Linked DNA regions of Mus musculus: region 2 is linked to region 1. A link is a contact called in public HiChIP or PLAC-seq data. All regions are on one chromosome and are shown on one strand. The core of a region is the stretch at or near the end of the contact, and the rest is flanking DNA. Distances in the headings are between cores, read along the strand shown. Region 1 holds the start of Spon1 (spondin 1, (f-spondin) extracellular matrix protein). Region 2 overlaps Spon1 (spondin 1, (f-spondin) extracellular matrix protein).

Evidence for each region. HiChIP or PLAC-seq counts read pairs in DNA pulled down with a chosen protein or histone mark.
Region 2: a contact with region 1 is called in an H3K4me3 HiChIP or PLAC-seq map of neural progenitor cells, with 45 read pairs. The contact joins the enhancer-like site here to the promoter of Spon1 in region 1. A contact is called at or near these places in 2 of 39 promoter capture datasets (cranial neural crest and hippocampal neurons), 6 of 484 Hi-C or Micro-C datasets (the HL-1 cell line, bone marrow-derived macrophages, embryonic fibroblasts and 3 more), 6 of 115 datasets of contacts at active chromatin or transcription factors (cardiomyocytes, embryonic forebrain, embryonic stem cells and 2 more) and 2 of 9 other capture datasets (adipose tissue and liver).

What each region holds. Positions count from the first base shown.
Region 1 is chr7:113,764,137-113,770,179 of GRCm38.p6, forward strand. It overlaps Spon1 (spondin 1, (f-spondin) extracellular matrix protein), which reads left to right and starts at 1,862. Exons shown (of 16, transcript NM_145584.2): 1 at 1,862-2,430. The coding sequence starts at 2,193.
Region 2 is chr7:113,825,785-113,831,889 of GRCm38.p6, forward strand. All of the region lies in intron 2 of Spon1 (spondin 1, (f-spondin) extracellular matrix protein), which reads left to right. Among named protein-coding and RNA genes, the nearest start is that of Spon1, 63 kb to the left of the region's middle. Within about 2 kb of position 2,582, at least 23 of the 459 cell types and tissues checked have an H3K27ac peak or open chromatin away from gene starts, as enhancers often do. A contact at or near this core is called in neural progenitor cells and stem cell-derived neural progenitor cells, where this site is marked.

The sequences.
Region 1 (6,043 bases), core at 612-3,111:
ATGGTTAGATTGATGATGGATGGATGGATGAATGGATGATGGATGGATGGATAGATGGTTAGATTGATGATGGATGGATAGATGATTGGATGGATGGATGGATGGATGGATAGATGGTTAGATTGATGATAAATGGATAGATGATTGGATGGATGGATGATGGATGGATGGATAGATGGTTAGATTGATGATGGATGGATGGATGGATGGATGATGGATAGATGATGAATGGATGGATGATGGATGGATAGATGATAGATGGATGAATGGATGATGGATGGATGGATGGTTGGTTGGTTGATGGATGATGGATGAATGGGTGTATGTGGAGGAGCAAATCTCTACCCAAGGTATTTGGAAAGAAAGACATGGTGGTTGGATAGATGGATGCATTCAATGAATGATGGATGGGTGGATTGTTGAATGGATGGATGAATTTTTTTCCTGTCTTCTAGTGCTAGGCATAGAGCCTAGATTCAGGTACATGCAACAAAGCTTGCTGGGGGGAATGGGAACCCAAACATGGAGTCAGTCTAGAACCCTGAGTCAGCTGGCTCACTCTACAGTCCAGATCTGAAGATGCACATAGGAGAGAGCTGGTCTGTTGGATCAGAGGCTGAGGTCCAGTTCTCATGCTTTCTCCTAAGGCTGAGAAGTACACAAGGCCTTCCACAAGGCTTATTCCTCAGTGACTTCTGAAAGATAGCATCCAGTTGACGGTGGTAGTACAAGTCACACCATAGGACTGAGGGATCAGTGGTTAGTGGATGGGGTGAGGAATGGAATTTCCAGTATTGATGGCTCTATTGGGCTGTTTGTAATCTAAGAGGAAGAGGAAAGGCGAGTCTGGAAAGTGGACGAAACTGCTTGTTAGATGCAGGCACTTGAGAAGTATTCAAGGCCCTGGGAAGAATAAAGGAGAATAATGCAGCCTTTCAGGGCATTGGGGGCAGGGGAGGCTTGTGTGCAGCAATGGCATTCAGGTATCTTCAAGTAGGGTGTCTCCTGAGGCAAAGTATTCCACATGAGAGATTTTGCCAAATTTCGGCATACACAGCTCTGGTTCAATAGCTGCCGCCCGCTCCTGCCCCATGCTTCCTGGGCAGGGAACACGCTTGGAAAGGATGTCTGACCTAACCTCACAATGGATAAATGACAAGGCTGAGGCAGAGAGACATTGAGAGAGATTCCGGCTTATGGCCTCTCCCAAAAACCTGTCCCTGGAGGCTAAGAGCCTGAACTAAATATCTAAGCCAAGAAAACACAGGCCCTTCTTTGAACATTTCAAAATGGCCAGGCTCCTAAGCAATAGACACTTATTTTTGTAAGCCCCCTCCTTCTTAAAACCTCACAGTTTATGATTGCTTAGATACACTGCTGAATAAACTAATATGTAGCAAAAAATATTTTCTTCAATAGTAACTTTTCCTCTTGTTTTAAAAGAAAAACATTTTAAAAAATCTTCAAAATTATGGCCAAGGCATTGTGCCAGCTGCTCTCAGGGCCTAAGTCTCGGGCTCCTTGCTGGTCCTCTAGCGTGATATGTTATATGGTGGCCTGGTAAGAGGCAGCGGGCCAGCACAGCAAAGGTGGCCTGCGGGGATCTGCTTGTCTATAAATAAATGATTACGGTGTGTGGCGCTAGTGCACGTGGTAGACTGATGCCGCCGCGGGGAAACCTTGCAGCAGCGCAGCCTGGCACTGAGTAGGTTTGCAACAAAAGTTAAGTTGGCAGGCTTTCCCTCCTCAGAGCACTGTGGTCCACAGGACCCAAGCTGGAACTGGATACCGAGGAAGCAGCCTCGTTGGTGGCAGGGTAGATTGAGCCAGCACGTGTCTGCGTATCCCGGCTCTCTCCCACCAGACCCTGGGAATCCAGCTTCACAAAACAAACACCAGAGCGCCCGCTAATCGCCAGCTCAGAAACAAAACAGCACTGCGCTGGGGGATCCGGGCGCAAATCAGCCCTCCCTCTTCGCGCTCCTTCGCCACCGCCCGCCCCTCAGCTCCGCTGCTCGGCTCCGCTCAGAGCAGCGCAGCTCCGCAGCCGCCAAAGCGAGGCGGGCACGGTCTCCCCACCGCCAGCGCCACCCGGGCTCCTCCAGGTTTCGCCTCTGCAGCTCCCGTCACTTGGAGCAGGAGTGTCCTGACAGGGTCTGCAACATCCGCATAAAGTTGGGGGGCCCTCGAGGATGAGGCTGTCTCCCGTGTCCCTGAGGCTTAGCCGGGGTCCGGCGCTGCTGGCCCTCGCGCTGCCCCTGGCCGCAGCGCTAGCTTTCTCAGATGAGACCCTGGACAAAGTGACCAAGTCGGAGGGCTACTGCAGCCGCATCTTGCGCGCCCAGGGCACACGGCGTGAGGGATACACGGAGTTCAGCCTCCGCGTGGAAGGCGACCCTGACTTCTATAAGCCAGGAAGCAGCTACCGAGGTGAGTGGAATGGCGTTGGGGACCGGAGATCTAGGAACCCCTAGGGCACTGACCCGAGCAAGGCTGGAGCCGGGAGCGCAGTCCCCGAGTGTACCACGTCTGCGCATCCCAGCCCGGGGCCGTGACCTGGCTGCCCTGAGCCCCTTAGCTGCCAGCTCTATACTATACCCAACAAGACAGTGTCGGGGGAGGAGGGGGCCGTCGGGGAGGCTACAGGCAGGAGAGACAGCCCCGGTCTCCAACGCAGGGTTCCCGAGCCGGGGAATACAGCCGAGCCACACATCACACCAGCCTGGCTGGGAGGGAGCCCGACTTCGCTCCAGCTGTTGGCGAGAGTGAAGTACACACACACATTTCTCCTTATCGCTCTCTGGGGAAGAGGGTACTCTCAGGTGGGTCCCAGGTAGGGCATCTCTTCCCATGGTTTTCATCCTCGAAGGAGAGATACCAGCTTCTAGATCAAGCAGGACTCTCACTTCCTGGATGGGTCCCTAACCAGTCTCAGGTTAGGGGAAGGAGGAACCTGAAGGGTCCACAGAAAGATCCCCGAATTACTCTCTTATGTCCCAGGAGAAGACAGAGACCCTTGGATTTCCAGGACAGGTTTCAATGGCAATAGGGTCCTCAAAAACAAACAAACAAACAAACAAACAAACAACCCAACACGGGTAGTCTCTCAATGGAAGGTGGAATGTGACGATAGAAAACAGACCCAGGATTCCCAGAACGCGATTCTGATTCTGGCGGCCTAGACGCTGTGCGCCCTGGGGATGCCCAGCTTTACGCAGCTCAGTAGAGAGTAGGGCTCAGAGCACAGGGAAAGGCAGTACAAGCAGGTGGGCGATTTCTGGCATGACCAACAGCTAGGCCCACACCCACCTGAAGACTCCAGTCACCTCCTCCTCCATCCTCACACTCCCTGCTTAGTAGGTCTATAGGCTCCCCAGATATCTTTTCCTTTTTCTTTCTTTCTTTCTTTCTTTCTTTTTTTTTTTTTTTTTTTAAACAAGCATTAGCTGGCTGTCCCCAGGCAGGACCCTGGGGAAAATTACTATATTTTACCTAGGGTCTCCTCCAGAGCCCTAAGTCTGCTTGGTGCCTGATGGGGAAGAGCAGATCACTGGAGAACTTGGCGGAAGAACTGGGCTTCCAGCTGCTGCCTTCCTGGTTCCCCCAGAGAGTTGCGAGAGGAAATGGTTGGGAGCACTGGGAGAAAGTTTGGGGCAGTACCAGACCCAGCGACTGCACTTCCCAGAAAGTGGCTTCTGTTTTCCTGGTCGGGTTGGTGGAGTTGTAATTCTCCACTCCAAACTATGCACTCAGGCTCCAGGCACCGACTCCCTCAGCCCCTCAGCCCTTGACCAGGATCGGCTTTGTTCCTTAAGGAGTCCACAAGATCCTTCTTTCCGAAGAAAGATGTTGGATTAAAAAAAAAAAAAAAGCTCCCAGCCAGGGAGGAAGCACACAGCTTGGTGAAAGGAGTCTCAGACCTGGCAGTGCAGGACAAACTGATACTCGCCTAACCTGGGGCAGGTCAGACCAAAAGGCAAGAACGCCTCAGGGCCCCCTGCACACAGTCCTGAGTTAACTGGGAAAGCAGAGGGAAAGGGATGACTGGGAATGAGAGGGCCTGGGTTTAGCAGCTGTGTGACTTCGTGCAAGCCATTTGATTTGCCTGAGCCTGTTTCCTAGCCTGGAAAAAAAAAGCTGTGTTCTCATACAAAGGTGAGTGTGTCAAAGAGACAGCAGGTTCCCAAATATTCATTAGTTTAGGTAGAGTGACTTTTCTTTATTGACTTAAAAATGGGGGTTTTTTGTCTCCGCTCATTGCATTCAGTGTGTGCTCTCTTCTGGTTGAAAAGTTTGTCAACATTCCTCCAGTCCAACTACCAGAGAACAAATGGTTGCCCTTTTCTGGCTCCTCATGAATTTATTTAATGAATGAGTGAATGGTGATTTCTTCATACTTGTCTATGACTATTCTTAATTTAAACCCAAGAAGAGGGCGCTCTCTCTCTCTCTCTCTCTCTCTCTCTCTCTCTCTCTCTCTCTCTCTCTCTCTCTCTCTCTGTGTGTGTGTGTGTGTGTGTGTGTGTTGATTTTGGCTAAGCAGGAACATCCTGGAATCCCCTCTCATACCAGTCCTGTTTGGCTGAGCACACACTTCAGCGCTGGGAGGGAGGCACATTCCACAATCACATGTCCAGAGAAGTTCCAGAAGTTTTAGGTAAAGCCAAGGCCTAGCAGAGATGACCTGAGACCAGACCGGGGCCCTGGACTATACCCTTGAGTTTTGAAATATGGTGATACCTGCTCAGGCTGTAGGTGGGGATAACGTCTTTACTCCCTCCAATGGCCAGGATATCTTGAAATAAAGACCTAGGGAGAGGCATGCTAAAATCTTCTGGGTAGGTGTTCTGTAATTAACACAGCAGTTTCAGAGTTATAAAGAAAAGGCACTAGCTTAGTTTGTGACATTTCCCATTAGATTATAGTTCCTTACAATATCACATTAAAGTAAATTTAGTGTCTTCTCCTAAGTGCCTTGACTCAGGTTTTAGACATTAACATCCCCTGGTGTTCCTCTTGCTTTTTAATCCCCTCCCCCCATTTCAGCATCCATCACCCATCACTGTCCTTGGAATCAATGACTCCTTCTCCTCCCTCCTATCTGTGCCCTTTATTTCAGTCTGTCATCCAATAGCATCTGTGCCCCATTGCCCCCCACCCCATTGCCTTTGGCTATTCTAGACTTGAATAAAAAGGTCCCTATTTTAACAAATTGAATCATGGCGCTTCTTCCCCACAGCCTGGGTGAGTTTGGGGCGGTCATTCAGCCTTCTCCAACTAGCTAGTGCGGGTCTGACTTCCTTTTCTCTCCCACCCCTGCTCCCTACCCTCCCTCCCTCTTCCTCTAGCTGCCCCCCACCCCAGTGCTATAATTGTGCTTTAGAAAGCTCTGAAAGGCCCGCTCTGTTTCTGACCAGAGCCTCCTTTGAAAGGCGATTACAGTGATTAAAAATAACAAGTTGAGGATACTCCAGGGGCTTCTCTTCTAGGGCGACAGTTTACAGAGCCAGCCTTTCCCAGATCACAATTTCAAGCCAAATAGCAGGAAATCAGCTGAAATGTTCACGAATTGATTGAAAATCAAGGAGGCTCTTTTGTCTGAGCAAGGTCTGTTTATTGGGAAAATAAAGTCAGGCTGACGAGAGTGTCTTTTTCTAGATGCTCTTTAAAGGGGAAATTTCAAGGAACTTGATGGGAAAAGAATGTTCAAGAGATTTCAAAAGCTAGCCCAACTGCAGGCATAATTGGGGGATTTATTCTACACCCAGAGGGTTGGGGACCTCCAAGGCAGCTTTGCCGTTTCTTCTTTGTCCCAGTTTGGGACACACACTGCCAGTGTGAGTAGGGACCTCAGCCTGTTAGAAAATACATAGGATTTCATGATGCAAACGTTCATGATGGGATTTCTTCATAGTTACTATGTGACTGCAGGCAATCCATGACATGTCTCTAAACCAGTTTCCCTGTCTGTAAAGTGAGGGCATTTGGGGGGAGGGCACCCCCAAAGCATCATGAGGACCGGAAATAAGGATTAAAGAGGTCA
Region 2 (6,105 bases), core at 1,332-3,831, 62 kb after region 1:
CTGTAATAACTACTTCCATTCTATAGGTATTGCAGGCAATCTAGAGATGATAAAATTATAAGGAATGATCTGCATATGTTATATGTAAATACTGTGCAGTTTTACACATTGCTGGAACCAGTTTCCCACTGACCCTGAGGCTGGCTGCACACATCATTCTTAATGACATGTCTGATGTGTGCCAGGCACCATGCTAAGTGCTGAGGAAACATGGATTTTTAAAAGGCTCAGGAAGTAGGCATTGATCAGGCTTTGGCAGGAGGAAGCCCACAAGCAGAGAAGCCGAGAAGAACAGGGGTAGAGAGATGGAGCCGAGTGAGGCTCAGGTAGGAGAGCAGGATCAAACTGCTAAAGATGGTAGTCGTGATTCTGGAAGCTGTGGAGGTGATTTTGGGAAGAAGACTTCAAAATTTGCTGCATGTTTTTAAAAGGTTCCTCTGGCTTTTCCTATGGAAAAATCAGAGCAAGGGGAGAGAGTGGGTTTATATCAGTCCAACTTAGCCTGGGCAATAGTTAAGGTGGTTGGAGAATCCCAAGTGCTGAGAGATAAAAATAGTCTTTGGGGGGGGGGGGGGCGTGAGGACAATGGCAGATCCAAGAATGGCATCTATTGTTTCTGAACTGTATGATTGGGGTAGGACCAAAGTCAGAGAAACATGATTAGATCAGTTATTAACAAGGTGGCTTTGAGGTGTGTTTGTGTGTGTGTGTGTGTGTGTGTGTGTGTGTGTGTGTAATCCCAAAGTAAAGGAAACTAAGGGTGAAAGGTTGAACCTGGAGCTCAGAGAGACCACCAAGACTTGAAATGTGTCAACTCAGAAATCCCTCCACAGAGGCAGTAATTAAAGCCCTGAGCTGAATGAGACACCTGCAGAGACAGAACAAAGGCATATGGGAGAGGGTTTAACTGTGAGCCTGGAGCTATTGAAAGCCAGCAGAGGAGGGCAAGTGGGCAGAGAAAGTAGAGAAAGAATGGGTGGGGAAAGCTAGGGAGATAAGCCTCAGTGCGGGGTGGGGTGGGAGATTGGTAAGGACCAGGACCAAATAGATTAAGCATTGCAGAGGGTTTAGCCAGAGACATTTTGATAGTATGCACTGAAAATACACAGAACTGGGTTTAAGAATGTGGAGGAGGTGAAGGCAGTAAGTTTGGTCAAGATTTGGCTATGATGGAAAGGAGAAAGGGAAGATCAGATGGTTATGGGGTTCGGGGAGGCTAAGAGAGGGTCTTTTAAATGGGAAAGAGTGGCATGTGCTTAAGAGCTTCAGCAAAAGGTTTTGTTTGCAGCGAAGGTTGAATCTGGACTAGAGAAAAGGGACAAGTGTTGGTGTGAGGAGACAAGGCAGATGGGAGAGAGAAGGAATGTGTCTCTGTCAACACAGACAGAGGAGAACCAGGTGGTGGCGGCGGGAGAGAAAGGGTCTGTTCTGATAATGCTGGGCTGTTCGCTTTGGCCAAGTGAGAGGGTCCGAGTGGGAGAGAAGAGAGGAGGGCTGGAGGGAGATTTAAACCTCTGCTGTGACTGGGAATGAGATGGGACCTTTGTGGCAGTGGTGGGGAGGAGCTGGGGTTGGGAGACAATAAGGTTGGACTCCGCCGACCAGATCCCAAAGTTCTATGAAGCAGCACAAAGACTTTTTTTTTTTAAATCAAACTAAAAAGATACAGCACCCACAACAATAAAGGGCTTGCACAAACCCTTTGAGAATAAAAAACACAAGTATCTAACATGCTAATAAAGATGATGGAGGAAGAAAGACTTGCGAGACTTTCTAGATGTCAGAATATATTGTAATACAAAGTGGGAATGGGGCCGGGGGTTAGGGAGGCAGACTAGAAAGGCCAGACCCATGTGAATTTGGGGAAGCCTGGTATGTGTTAAGATTACCCTCACTGGCTAACAAAGTCTTAGTTTTGTTTGTTGGCTCTTTGGGAAGGAAGGGCTGTGGTTCAGTGGTAGGATACTCACTGAGCATTTGGGAGAGCCTGGATTTGATCCCCGGCACCGCAAAAAGGACCCTTTTATCTGATTTGGATAATAAATTACACATTCACTCTGCATGAAGGGGGGGTGGTGAGAAAAAGTGCCATTAAAACTAGGTGACTCTGGTTGCTGGTTTGTCCTGTAAGGAGCTGAAAGATGCCACATTGTCCATTCTGAATGAACAGGAACCAAACAAATAAACAAACCCCAAAACAAAACCAAGTCTTTTGAGGAACTGCAGAAAAATAAGTCAACAAAGGGAGCCCGAGCATGTGAGTGGCTGCAGCCCCTGAAAGTCCACATGCTAATTCATGCTGTCCAACTTGTCTCTATTAGAGATAGACTTTGGACACGATTAGATTATGAGGCCATCAGTAATTGATTCAGGCCCTTTACAAGGGGTCTGAGGGGCCTATCTGTCTCCCACTGTGGGAGGGTGTGGTGCAATGAGGCCCTCTATGAAGAACAGACTTTGGCGTTGGCTCCTAGCCTCTGGATTTGTGAGAAACACAGCACACTGCTTATTAGGGCTGGTCTGTGCTGGTGTACTATTAGGACCTGAGAGGAGCAAGAGAAAGAGCCACTTGCTGTCCCTAATATCAAAGAGGCAGTCAAGCAAATAAAGAGAATCACCACTTAACAAAGCAAAGCCTTCCATGGCAACCCTGGCCAGGGCAGGAAAACCTACCCTGAGGCAGATGAATTATGGGGGTGGGTGGGGGGTGGGATTCCCTGGGCATCCTTCCAAGAGCTAAAAGCACCAGAGAGACCCAGACATGGGGAGGTCCCAGAATGTTTTGTGAGTTTAATGCCAGATCTACCAAGCTCTCAACAATGGAAAATGAAGGGAAATCTCTCATGCGTCCAGTAATTTGTGATAGCCAAGCATTCTTCTCTTAATCATGCCTGTCAGTAGAAGGAGATATGCCAACCCTAGGCAAGGGAAATACCTAGCTCTAAGCCCCTAATCCAGCCAAGAGTGGAAAATGCGATGTTCAGATGATGTTCCTAATCCAGGGTCACTCTCACCAAAGGATGGAGACCCAGCTGCAGGACTGGAGACCACTCCCTTTCCTCCCACATCCCATAAAAAGCCCTATGTTTGGCAGTTCAGTTGACCTCATCTATTACATCTGCTTTCCAACAGGAAAGGTTAAGGCCTGTTAAAGGATTTAAAAAGAAAAAGGTTCAGAATCAGGGTAGAGTCAGATAAGCAGGAAGTTTGGGATTATAGTAGGAATTTTAAAACAATGCAATTAAAATGCTAAGCGCACCACAGGTGAGAACAGGTGGGAAGGAAATGGAAATCCAGGCCCAAGAATGACTGACGGACAATGCTCCCCATCAAAAAAACAGCATAACAGAGATGAAGAACGGTGACGAATGCTGTCGGTGGACTTGTAGCAGAAAGCACAGCTGGGGAAGAAATCTCTGAGATAAAGATGCATCTTTGGGAAAGTGGGGAAGGAAAAAAAAACAGAGAGAAAGAAATAAGGTAGAACACAGTAACTAAGAATTTTGGGATGAGCACAAAGGGTACAAAATGTGTGTGAGAGTCTGGGGAGAAGGAAAGCAGAAGTTACAGCTGAAAGTTGGGTACCACATCCCAGACCTAGGAAGCAGAGACAGGGAGCCTTAAGTCAGTCTGGGCTATCTAAGTCAACCCAGTTTTAAAAACAAATACACACGAAGAAAAAGAAAATACCAACAAACCACAGAAAAGTAGAAAATAAAGAAAGAATGAAAGGATTTAACTTGTTTTAAATATTCAGGGAAAGAAAGAAAAAAACAGAACTCCAAACCGAGAATTCTGTACCCTGCAAAATTATTCTTAAAAAGTGAAGACATAAAGACTCTCTCAGACAAATAAAAACTGAGAGGATTTGTTTCTAGTTAGAACTGAATTTCTAAAAATGGTTTTTAGAAGGTGTTCAGAGAGAAGACAAATGATATAGCTCAGAAGAACACCAGAAAAGGAATGTGAAGACAAAAAAAACCCCTCTTTTTCTTAATTGATCTAACAGGTGACAACTTGTTCAGAACAAAATCAGCAGTGTACTCGTGTGTGTGTGTGTGTGTGTGTGTGTGTGTGTGTGTGTGCATGCGCTCATATGCAAGCTTCTGTTTAAGGGAAATGAACAACAACGACGACAGAAAGAATGAGAGGAGAGGGTCTGCTGCCTTTGTTCTCCTAAGGCATTTACAGTCCTGTGAAGCAGTCTGCTGTAATTTGAAAGTGGAATTTTATTTACTCTAAATGTATGCCACAGATTGTAGGCTACCCATTAAAAACAGGCTTTTTGTCTCTTTTTATTTTTGGTGTATGTGGTTTTTGCATGTGTGAGGTAGGGGTGGGGGAGGGCAGGAGCAAGTGCCCAGGCAAGCACACATGGGAAGGACAGTGGTCAGCAGGAATCTGTCATTCTCTGTTCCTCCCAATGAGAGGAGTGAGTCAGGCTGACTCCATGGCAGGCTTCAAATTGGCAGTTAAGGAGACTAGGCCTAACTCTTTGTTTCCAAAAACTGGCCAAGTCAGTTAAAAACAACAACAACAACAGCAACACCCAGGCTTCAGGCAGCTAGTCAAAAACTAGAAAGTGCCCAGCCACCTAGCCTGAAGCAAGGACAATGGGTCAGCAAGTTTCTAGTTCTACCCCAGACTTCCTCAGTAACAGTTTCCAGTCCCCATGCCCCAATAATGGAATGCTCGTAGAGATGGAGTAAGAGAGAGGCCACCTACCCCACAATCCCCTAACCAGCTTCAAATCTACCCTTTGAGCTCCTTTGGTTGTCTCTCTATCTTGGAAATGGGGAGACCCCAGCATGCTGGACTTCTGCAGAATAAAACACTGCATTTACATGCTATGGGAGTCTGGGGTATCATTCTTCGGCGAATCATAGACCCTTATAGTTTTGCCTGAGTTCTCTAGCTGGCCAGCTCCAGTATCCACCTATCTCTGTACTCCCCAAGCTAAGGTTACAGTGTGTCACTATACCAAAAGTTTATGTGGGTGCTAGGAATCTGAACTGAGGTCCTAATCTTTATTTTTTTTTAATGTGCTTACCAACTAATCTATCTTTCCAGCTCCCAAACAGATTTAAAAAAATAATAATTAAAATTGTTCAGCTATGAAAGGAGAGGAAATGGAATAAAAAATATTCAGTATTGGCTGGGTATGGTAATATATACTTTGAATCCCAGCACTAAAGGTGCAGAGGCAGGCAGATCTCTGAGTTCAAGGACTGCTTGGTCTACAGAGTGTAGAGTCACAGGGGGAGAAAAAGAGTGAAGGAGGAAAGTGGGCAGGAAGCAACAAAGATAACTCATAGAAAGGAGTAATAAATATAAATCCACTAATCACCTTGAATTTCGGTGATCTAAACGCACCAATTAAAAGACAGATTGTCAGAAACAGATATACCATGCTAGTGTTAATCAAAAGAGGGCAGAGAGTGACTCGCTAAGAAACTTTTAATCACAGACAACGTCAGAGCAGGAGTGGTCATTATGAGAAAAAGGAGCATTATGCAGACTTAAATAAATTAGTTCTTGAAGAAGAGACAGCAATCTATGTATTTGAACACAGAGCATCAAAAACATTCAAGGCTAAAATCTCAAGAAAAAGCCAAGCTGGAGACCTCAACAGGCCTCTAACAGGCATGGGCAGACCCAGGAAGCTGGGGGAACAGTACTGAGAACTTAGTTGAAGACAACTGCACCATCACTTGCCTGCTAACTGGCAGCATCGACCACCTCACTTGTAAACAGTACTTTTCACATTCTTAGATTTATGTGGTGTGTTTGCCAAGCTAGAGCACATCCGGAGCCCTAAAACAAGCCTTCACTAACCTAAAAGAACAGACATCACACAGTGCCCATTTTCAGTCTGCACCAGACTTAAACAGGAAGCCAATAACAGCAAGTTTGAAAATTCCAAAACACTTGGAGGGTAAATAACCCATTTCTAAGAAGAACTTTTTACATACTTCAAATAAATGAGCAGGAAAATACAGTTTACCAAAATATATGTGATGTTATAAAAACAGTGCTCAGAGGGTAATTTACAAGATTGAATGGTATTATTCAATAACGATCTAAAACGCAATGGTCTGAGCTTTT